2 separate regions of the Sus scrofa genome follow, and region 1 is linked to region 2. A link is a contact called in public HiChIP or PLAC-seq data. All regions are on one chromosome and are shown on one strand. The core of a region is the stretch at or near the end of the contact, and the rest is flanking DNA. Distances in the headings are between cores, read along the strand shown. Region 1 holds the start of RPS19 (40S ribosomal protein S19). Region 2 holds the start of RABAC1 (Rab acceptor 1).

What was found. HiChIP or PLAC-seq counts read pairs in DNA pulled down with a chosen protein or histone mark.
Region 1: a contact with region 2 is called in an H3K27ac HiChIP or PLAC-seq map of alveolar macrophages. The contact joins the promoter of RPS19 here to the promoter of RABAC1 in region 2. A contact is called at or near these places in 1 of 5 promoter capture datasets (liver), 23 of 47 Hi-C or Micro-C datasets (adipose tissue, blood, embryonic fibroblasts and 10 more) and 2 of 2 datasets of contacts at active chromatin or transcription factors (alveolar macrophages and skeletal muscle).

What each region holds. Positions count from the first base shown.
Region 1 is chr6:50,008,776-50,012,964 of Sscrofa11.1, reverse strand. It overlaps RPS19 (40S ribosomal protein S19), which reads left to right and starts at 2,830. Exons shown (of 6, transcript XM_005655906.3): 1 at 2,830-2,939; 2 at 3,381-3,451; 3 at 3,696-3,796. The coding sequence starts at 3,381. It overlaps DMRTC2 (doublesex- and mab-3-related transcription factor C2), which reads left to right. Exons shown (of 8, transcript XM_021094461.1): 8 at 571-1,653. The coding sequence ends at 721. It also overlaps a transcript of LYPD4 not described here.
Region 2 is chr6:49,931,905-49,935,836 of Sscrofa11.1, reverse strand. It overlaps RABAC1 (Rab acceptor 1), which reads right to left and starts at 2,249. Exons shown (of 5, transcript NM_001031795.1): 1 at 2,194-2,249; 2 at 1,730-1,942; 3 at 1,352-1,449. The coding sequence starts at 2,249.

The sequences.
Region 1 (4,189 bases), core at 1,581-4,080, 77 kb before region 2:
TTAAGGATCCAGCATTGCTGTGAGCTGTGGTGTAGTTCGCAGATGCAGCTCAGATCCCACGCTGCTGTGGCTCTGGCATAGGCCAGTGGCTACAGCTCCGATTAGACCCCCTAGCCTGGGAACCTCCATATGCCGCGGATGCAGCAGCAAAAGGACAAAAGACACACAAAAAAAAGGATGGGTTGGGCATGGTCTGTGGATGAGGAAACTGACCTGAGGGAACTGCTGGAACAGAAAGAGATGAGGTTGGAGGGGCTTCTCATCATGGAGGTCTGGCATGCCAGGCTTAGGTATCTAGACCAGCAGCTGTACATGAAGGGAGCCAGGGAATGTTTCTGAGCTAGGCAGGGACGTATTCAGAGACCCTGAGCTTTAGAAAGGTAAGTATGGTGGCTGTGATGAAGGGATTAGACAAGGCAAGACTGGAGGTGGGAAAATCACTGGCAAGGAAGCATTTGCTATAACCTAGGTAAACAAACATGGGCCTGGATTAAATGGGGTAAAAAAGAGGGTTTGCTGGGAATGGAGATGGACGTGACCTGGTCCTGCCCTCTTCCTTCCTGCCTGTAGCTCCTGCTGGAGGAAGAGGATTCCAGCCTGTTGGCCCCTCTCTCCGACCCAGTCCAGCCCCCTCCATGGCTCTGCACATTGGGCCTCTGGGGTCCATCTCCCTCCTAAGCTAGAAGCCCAAAGGTGGAGGCCTTGCTGGTACAGGAGGTAACAGCCTGAAGGCATTGCATATTTGGTATTTTACATATGGATTTATGCATGGAATTGAATGTAGTACAAGCTCCAGGCTTTTTTAAAGCTCTCTGGTGCTTTGTTAGCTTTTGGTTTCTTTTATAGCAGGGGCATTTCCTTGGCTAAAGGTGGATATTCTCTTACCCTCCTTGGTTCCTGGAACCTTTTAAAATTCCCCAACAAAGAAAGAGTTGTGCTATTTAGGCTAACCAGTATCTAAACTGATTTTTGCATGAATTCATGTTCCAGGATATTTATTTGACACATGATTCTGTACCTGTGCACTCATGGCTGTCTCTATGCATGTGAAAACAGAAGTATTTTCATTTCCTGTCTAGGTTTGTGTGACTCAGCCTAGAAATAAAGAAATAAACATATTGTTTTACATCACTTAGATGTGAAGACTGTTTGTTACTGCAGCCTAACCTATTCTATCCTGACAGAAAGAACTTGTTCAATTCATTTCCCAAAGTGAAAATCAGTTATTATTCAGTGACTACCACAAATATCTACAGACTTGGATTTCTTATTATGTCCAGATAAGAAAGAGTGGTAGAAGGGAGACAGTGGTTGATTCACTAATTCAATAATTGCCAGGTATAGACAGAGAGGAGCACAGACTGAAATACCTACAAGGCTAAGTGGATCGTATCAATAAGTAAAGGAGGCCAGAGGAGCCCTAGAAAACTGAGAAATGTATACCCTACCTATGGAGGCAGCTTCCCTTTTGGCCCTACCGCACTGTTGCCAGGCAGGAACGTGGGCTCAGTATCGCCATATCTTCTGATTTTTCAGTGGAAGCTGGAAGCCTAGATTTCTTTGTAAAACGTCTTAATTTTCAAATGTTGGCTGTTTTCTTGTTCTTTTTTGTAATCTCTAATTCTTTTTTTTTTCTTTTTTTTTCTTTTTTTTTTTTTTTTTTGTCTTTTTAGGGCCGCACCCGCGGCATATGGAGGTTCCCAGGCTAGGGGTCGAATCGGAGCTGTTGCTGGCAGCCTACACCACAGCTCACTGCAACTCCAGATCCTTAACCCACTGAGTGAGTCCAGGGACCGAACCCGCAACCTCATGGTTCCTAGTCGGATTCATTAGCCACTGCTCCACGACGGAACTCCAGTAGTCACTTTTTTGTTTGTTTGTTTGTTTTTGTTTTGTTTTGCTTTATCTAGGGCCACTCCCACAGCATGTGGAGGTTCCCAGGCTAGGGGTCGAATCGGAGCTGTAGTCACTGGCCTATGCCAGAGCCACAGCAACATAGGTTCCGAGCCGCGTCTGCAACCTACACCACAGCTCACGGCAACGCCGGATCCTTTAACGATCGAACCCGCAACCTCATGGTTCCTAATCAGATTCGTTAACCACTGCGCCACGACGGGAACTCCAGTAGCCACTTTTAAAGACGGCAAATAATGGGGATCTCAGTGTCTCCATTTCATTTTTTTTTTTTTTTCCTTAATGGAGTGACTAAAGCGCTGAAAAGGCAAGTGGACTGACTAATGCTGCACCGGTCAGTCAGGTAAATAAATCTAATTGGGCAAGATAAACCTAAAGATTCTGGTACTAGGAGGTAGAGCTGAATTCGACTCCGCCTCCTTGCCCATGCCCTTATATGTTCCTCACCTCCAGTGTCTCCTTCCCACTCCGCTCTCGCAGGTCTCGGCGAAGCAGTTTCCGCCCTAAGAAGGGTGGAGCTTCCGTCTCTGCTCTCGCGAGTACTGCTAGTCAGAGAAGTGAAGGTGGTGGCCACACTTCTCCCCTGCCCCACCTTGGACTCCAGGTCACAGTTCCGCCCTTACTAGCCCCACTTCCGGCCAGCCAAGCCACTACCAAAAAAAGGGTCATCCCGCCAGGGACGCCAGCGGCGGCGATTGCTCTCTCTTTCATGCCCACCCAACTTCCTATAATTTCTGCCAAGAAACACAATCTCCTCCGCCGTTCGTTCCATCCACGATCATCGCAAACAAAGCCAGATCCCTCCAGCTCAGGACTAGGGCGGGGAGAAACAAGCCTCCACCCTCACACCACGCCCTCCCACGTCTCAGAGGCGAAGCCCTTTTTGCCCTGAGAGAGGCGGAGCTGCTCGTTCGAATCCCACTCTCGCGATCTTTCGGAACTCTCGCGATAACAGTCGCCCGACTTGTGCGCCCGGGAAACCCCGTTGCTCCCTTTCCCCTGGCTGGCAGCGCGGAGGCCGCACGGTAAGTCCGGTTCTCTGGTCCTAGTTGGGCGTGGGGAGTTGGAGCCCGACTCCCGAGCCCGCAGTTTGTGCCTGAGGGCTCCGGAGCCCCCGCGCGAGGGCCACCCCGCCCCCTGGACCCGCGGCCACGTGCGAGCTGCAAGCCCGGGCTTGTCTGATCCGCGCGGTCCGGGAACCGAAGCTGGGCCTGGCGGGGCAGCGGGGAATACCGGGTGGGCCTAGAATCAGGGGCTGGGGTCGTACAGCGTCTTCACAAAGAAGCAGGTAAGCAGTGTTCGTGCGACCCAGAGAGAACGTGGGCGTCGGTGAGCTCTAGGACTCACCGGCGCCGCGGCCTGTAGGGCCTTCTGAAGTGAAGGGAGTGCGGCGGTTTAGGTCGCGTTGGGGCTATGCTCCTGTCAGTCCACTAATCGTCCTTCAAAAACTTGATCTTTTTTTGCAGATGCCTGGAGTTACTGTAAAAGATGTGAACCAGCAGGAGTTCGTCAGAGCTCTGGCAGCCTTTCTCAAAAAGTGAGTGTGGGGACTGGTGTTGAGTAAGTGGAAGCCATCGTCTTTGCCTGAGCCCTCAGGCTCTCTCTCTCCTGGCTGGGAAGGCCTGTTGAAGGTCTCTTGAATCCACCCTTTCTCCATGAGGCCTGGATTGAATTTCAGTCCCTTTTTATTTGGGGGCACTTTGGGCTCCTGTTTACCCCAAGTAGTGTTGAGGAGAGGGAATTGGATGGAGTTTGGAGACTGAATTGTGCCTTTTTCCGAGGTCCGGGAAGCTGAAAGTCCCTGAATGGGTGGACACTGTCAAGCTGGCCAAGCATAAAGAACTCGCTCCCTATGATGAGAACTGGTTCTACACACGAGCTGGTGAGGAACTGGGACCTTTGTTTGGCTGGGGAGTGGGAGGCTAGGTGTCTTCTGTAAGCTCTTAATTTCCCTGAGAAGTTACTTTTGAGTCTCATTCATGCTTTATGTGGCATTCAATAATTTTGTATTCTGGATTCCTGTTTTCTTCATTACTAAGAGATTTTGTGTGAGGATCTGTACTTTTCTCTGAGCCTTGGGGCAAATCGGGGGGGCGAATGAATTTATATATTTTGCCTAGAGATGGTTCATTTTAGAGAGCGGCACTGTTCTTTTAAAGTCTGGAGTATGTTCTTATGTTCAAATCATCATACTAGACTACTTTTCTGTATTTAACAAGTTGTTCCTAACTAATTGTTCTGAGATCTGACCAGGTCATTCCTTGCTGTAAATCTT
Region 2 (3,932 bases), core at 1,000-3,499:
TTCCCCAGCGTCCCCACCCACTGTCCCCTGAAACAGTGCACCTTCCTCAGTAATCCCCCCCACCGCCCTCCACCCTTCAACTTTACTTCTGCTAGGAAGCTCCCAGACTCTCCCTCCCCAAACTACAGCTTTCCTGCTCCAACCTGCCCTCGCATAGACCTGGGTTTTCCAACTGGCATCCCAAAGGCCCAGGCTGACACCTAGACATGTTTTTTGAGTTTGCATATTATTCCACAATAATTTTTTTGCTTTTTAGGGCCGCACCCACAGCACATGGAAGTTTCCAGGCTAGGGGTCGAATCAGATCCACAGCCACAACAACGCGAGATCCGAGACACGTCTGCAACCTACACCACAGCTCACGGCAACACCAGATCCTTAACACCCTGAGCGAGGCCAGGGGTCGAACCCGCATCCTCGTGGAACCTAGTCAGGCTTGTTAACCGCTGAGCCACGATTTGTTGATTTGCTGCTGACATACAGACAGAATGATTTCACACAGCAATACAGTCGGCCCTCTGTATCCGCAGATGGGCACCCGTGGGTCACTGTACTACATCATTGCTACATCAGCAACTTGAGCATCCTCGGATTTGGGTATCCAAAATCTGGGGGCTCCTAGAAAAGCTGAGAGATGGCTGTATAGACATCTGGCTTCTTGTGGCAGATTGGAAAGTCAGACTTGCAAACCCTGGCGGCAGCAGTGGCTGAAGACAAGTTGTGACTATGCTCTGGACGCTCCCTCTGTGCCCTGTGCTCGCCTGACATGCTCCTCCACCCAGCCCACCCTTACCAGATACATAACTGGCAGGCTTCTGATGGATTCTGTCTTAGGTCTACCTGTTTCTTTGATTCCAACTCCCCCTTATCTCCACTCCAAACCTTGAGTTTCCCTTAGTTGGGAACTCAGGCCCTCTTTCTTCCCAGTGGTGCTTGGTGCCAGTCTAGGACCACATGAGCCACAGGCCTCAGCTTCCCTCTGAGAAGTCCCAAGATTTTTCTACTCCCATCCCAGGAAGCACGAAAGGGGGAGGACAGATTTAGGCTAGAGTAAAGTCGCCACCTGGCGTCCAATGTGGGTACTTGCAGCTGATGCTTTTGGCAGATGAGGGAGAGAGAAGGAGGAGGTTTAAAAGGCCAGCGGCTAGGTGGAGTGGTTCTTGGATATCTTCTGGGTTTGGGAAACAGCAATTTGGGGGGACTGAGAGTGGATAGGAGCATCAGGTGTGGGTATGGGGAATCTACTGTAGGTCTAGGATTGGGCAGACTTGGGTTCAAAAGGACTCAGGTTTGAGGTCTAAGGCTTGGATTCAAAGAGCCAGGATCAGAGGAGTTTGGGCAGATTTCTCACCAAACAGCACAAACTTGGACTGCAACGTGCGCAGATAGAGGATGTAACAGGCGCCAAAGAAGACAGCCAGAGCTACCAGCAGCATGGGCGATGTTACCCTGGAGGAGGGCAGGGAGGCACAGTCAGGCCGCTGGGGCTGCGTCAGACACGAAGGCCCTGACCTTCTACACCTGGGGACGTCCTTAGGACCACGCAAGTCTAGGTCATGTTTGGTCCCCCTGCATCCCAGCCAGGCTGATGGAGTAGGGACCTGGTCCTCTGGGGTAAAGATCCCACAGAGCTATCCCATGGGGACAGGGCCTGGCCAGTGCAGACATGGCAGCCTGGCGGGGGCGGGGCCTGGCTGAGGGGGGCTGTTCTGGCCAGAGAGACACTCACACGCAGTACAGGATGAGGCCCAGGAACACAAACACATAGTTGCTTTGGTAGTATTCCACGTTGCGTACGAGGCGCTGGCAAAGCTCGCCCAGGTTGCGGGGACGCGAAAAACGCCGCTGGTCCACGAAGGAGCCCCAGGGGCGGATGGTAGCACGGCGCCGCTCCAGCCACTCACGGCCCGCGCCAGAGGGAATCAGTTTCGGCAGCAGGGTCCTGGGGGGTGCGGGACCAGGTCAGCGGTAGACCGGGTTGGAGCCCGGACCCCCGAGCAAGAAGGGGGCCGAGGGGAGCGGGACTCCGGGGTTCTGGGGGGCGGGGGAGATATGGTCCAGGACTCCTGGATTCCAGGGGAGGAAGGGATTGAGCCGGGGCCAGGAGTCCGGATTCCTAACTCCCCAGGGATGAGGGGCGAGAAGCCATGACTCTCGGGTCTAGGTCAGGGGGGCTAGATTAGACTTGCTTACGTGGCGCTCAGCCCTTCCGCCTCGGCATCCTTCTGCTGGTCCTTCTCGGCCGCCATGTCTGTGTTGTGAGGGGAAGAACCGCTGTAACGAGGCTGGGGCCCTCCACACCCCACGGGCCCCGCCCGAAACCGGCCTCACTCGAAGTGGCCGGAGGGGACGTGGCGCCGTTCCGGCGCCGCTGGGGGCGGTAGGTTTGTCACGGAGTATTATGGGAGTTGTAGTCCTGACGATGTCGGGGAGAGTAGGCGCCCTGGTGGCTGCATGGCTCGAGGAGCACCTTGGGAGATGTAGTCGCGTAAAGCGACGTGGGTGCCTCGGGGGCATTGTGGGAGTTGTAGTTTCAAAGGTAGGACGTGCGAGGTCAGAGAAAGTGAGCTGTCAGGAGTCAGGGTGTCGGGGGAGTGTAAAGGCAGAAGACGTCGTGTACTACCCCGAGCAGTCTCTGTACAGTGGGGACTGTGTAGGGCTGTCATTCTGACTCTAAGGATATTAAAAAAAACCGTGATTAAACACTCAGATGTTCTGATTTATCAGATCTGGGGTGAGACCCATTCACTGGCTCTTTTTTTTTTTTTGTGGCAGGCAGGGAGTGGGGTGGGTGGGGACATGCTACGTTTTCTGGCTAAGGATCGAACCCTAGCCACAGCAGCAACCCTAGCACAGCAGTGACAGTGGGGGATCCTGAGCCACCAGGGAACTCATGGACCACATTTGAATAGTGAGACTGTAGAATATTTGTAGGAATCCATTCCATCCTTCTTCAAAGGCTAGTGAGGGGGCCATGGTTGCTGAAGGGGGTTATCTAAGATGGGGAGCAAAGCTCCCCCACAACTCTGGGCTCCTAAGGATGGATGGGTTAGGATTAGGACCTCAAGGATGCCCCTGCTATGGAGAGGGTAAAGGGAAGTAGGGGAAAGTAAAGGGGTGAGTTGTTTTTTTTTTTTTTTAATCTTTTTTTATTCCAGTTTTATTGAGGGGAATGAGGGATTTTAATTTTTAATTTTTATTTATTTATTTATTGTCATTTTAGGGCCACACCCGTGGCATGTGGAGGTTCCCAGGCTAGGGGTCGAATCAGAGCTGCAGCTGCTGGCCCACACCACAGCCACAGCAAGGCGGGATCCGAGGCACATCTGTGACCTACACCACAGCTCACAGCAACGCCAGACACTTAACCCACTGAGCAAGGCCAAGGATCAAATACGCGTCCCCATGGATACTTGTTGGGTTTGTTACCACTGAGCCATGATGGGAACTCTGAGAATTTTTAAAAGACGGAGTAGTTACAACTAAAAGAACTGGATTTCTTGGGTCAGAGGTCAAAATCCAGCCTGTGTTGATTTCATCAACTCCCTGTCTTCATTGGACAGTGAAGATCATCCTGGTTCCACACTCATGGGTTAAGGTTGGGTTGAATGATCCATGTGAAGTGCTTGAAAGAGTCTTGCTATTTTATAACCACTCAATAAATGGTGATGTTGTTTTTGCCACTACATTGTCATGAATGTTATGATTATTTCTAGAGTTCAGCCTTCTCAAATATGTCTGTAACGTAGTTGCTGCTGCTGGCCCCTTGGATGTCCCAAAGAGGGACTGGTGTCTGCCACGTGGGCCGCCTGTCTCTCCCCGGGTCCCCACAGCCATGGTTCTCTCAGTCTTTGCTCCTGAATGAGCTGTGGAAAACCGGCCAGAATTCTAAAGAGATGCCCTAGAATATGGCCTCAAGAAAATTATGTGGG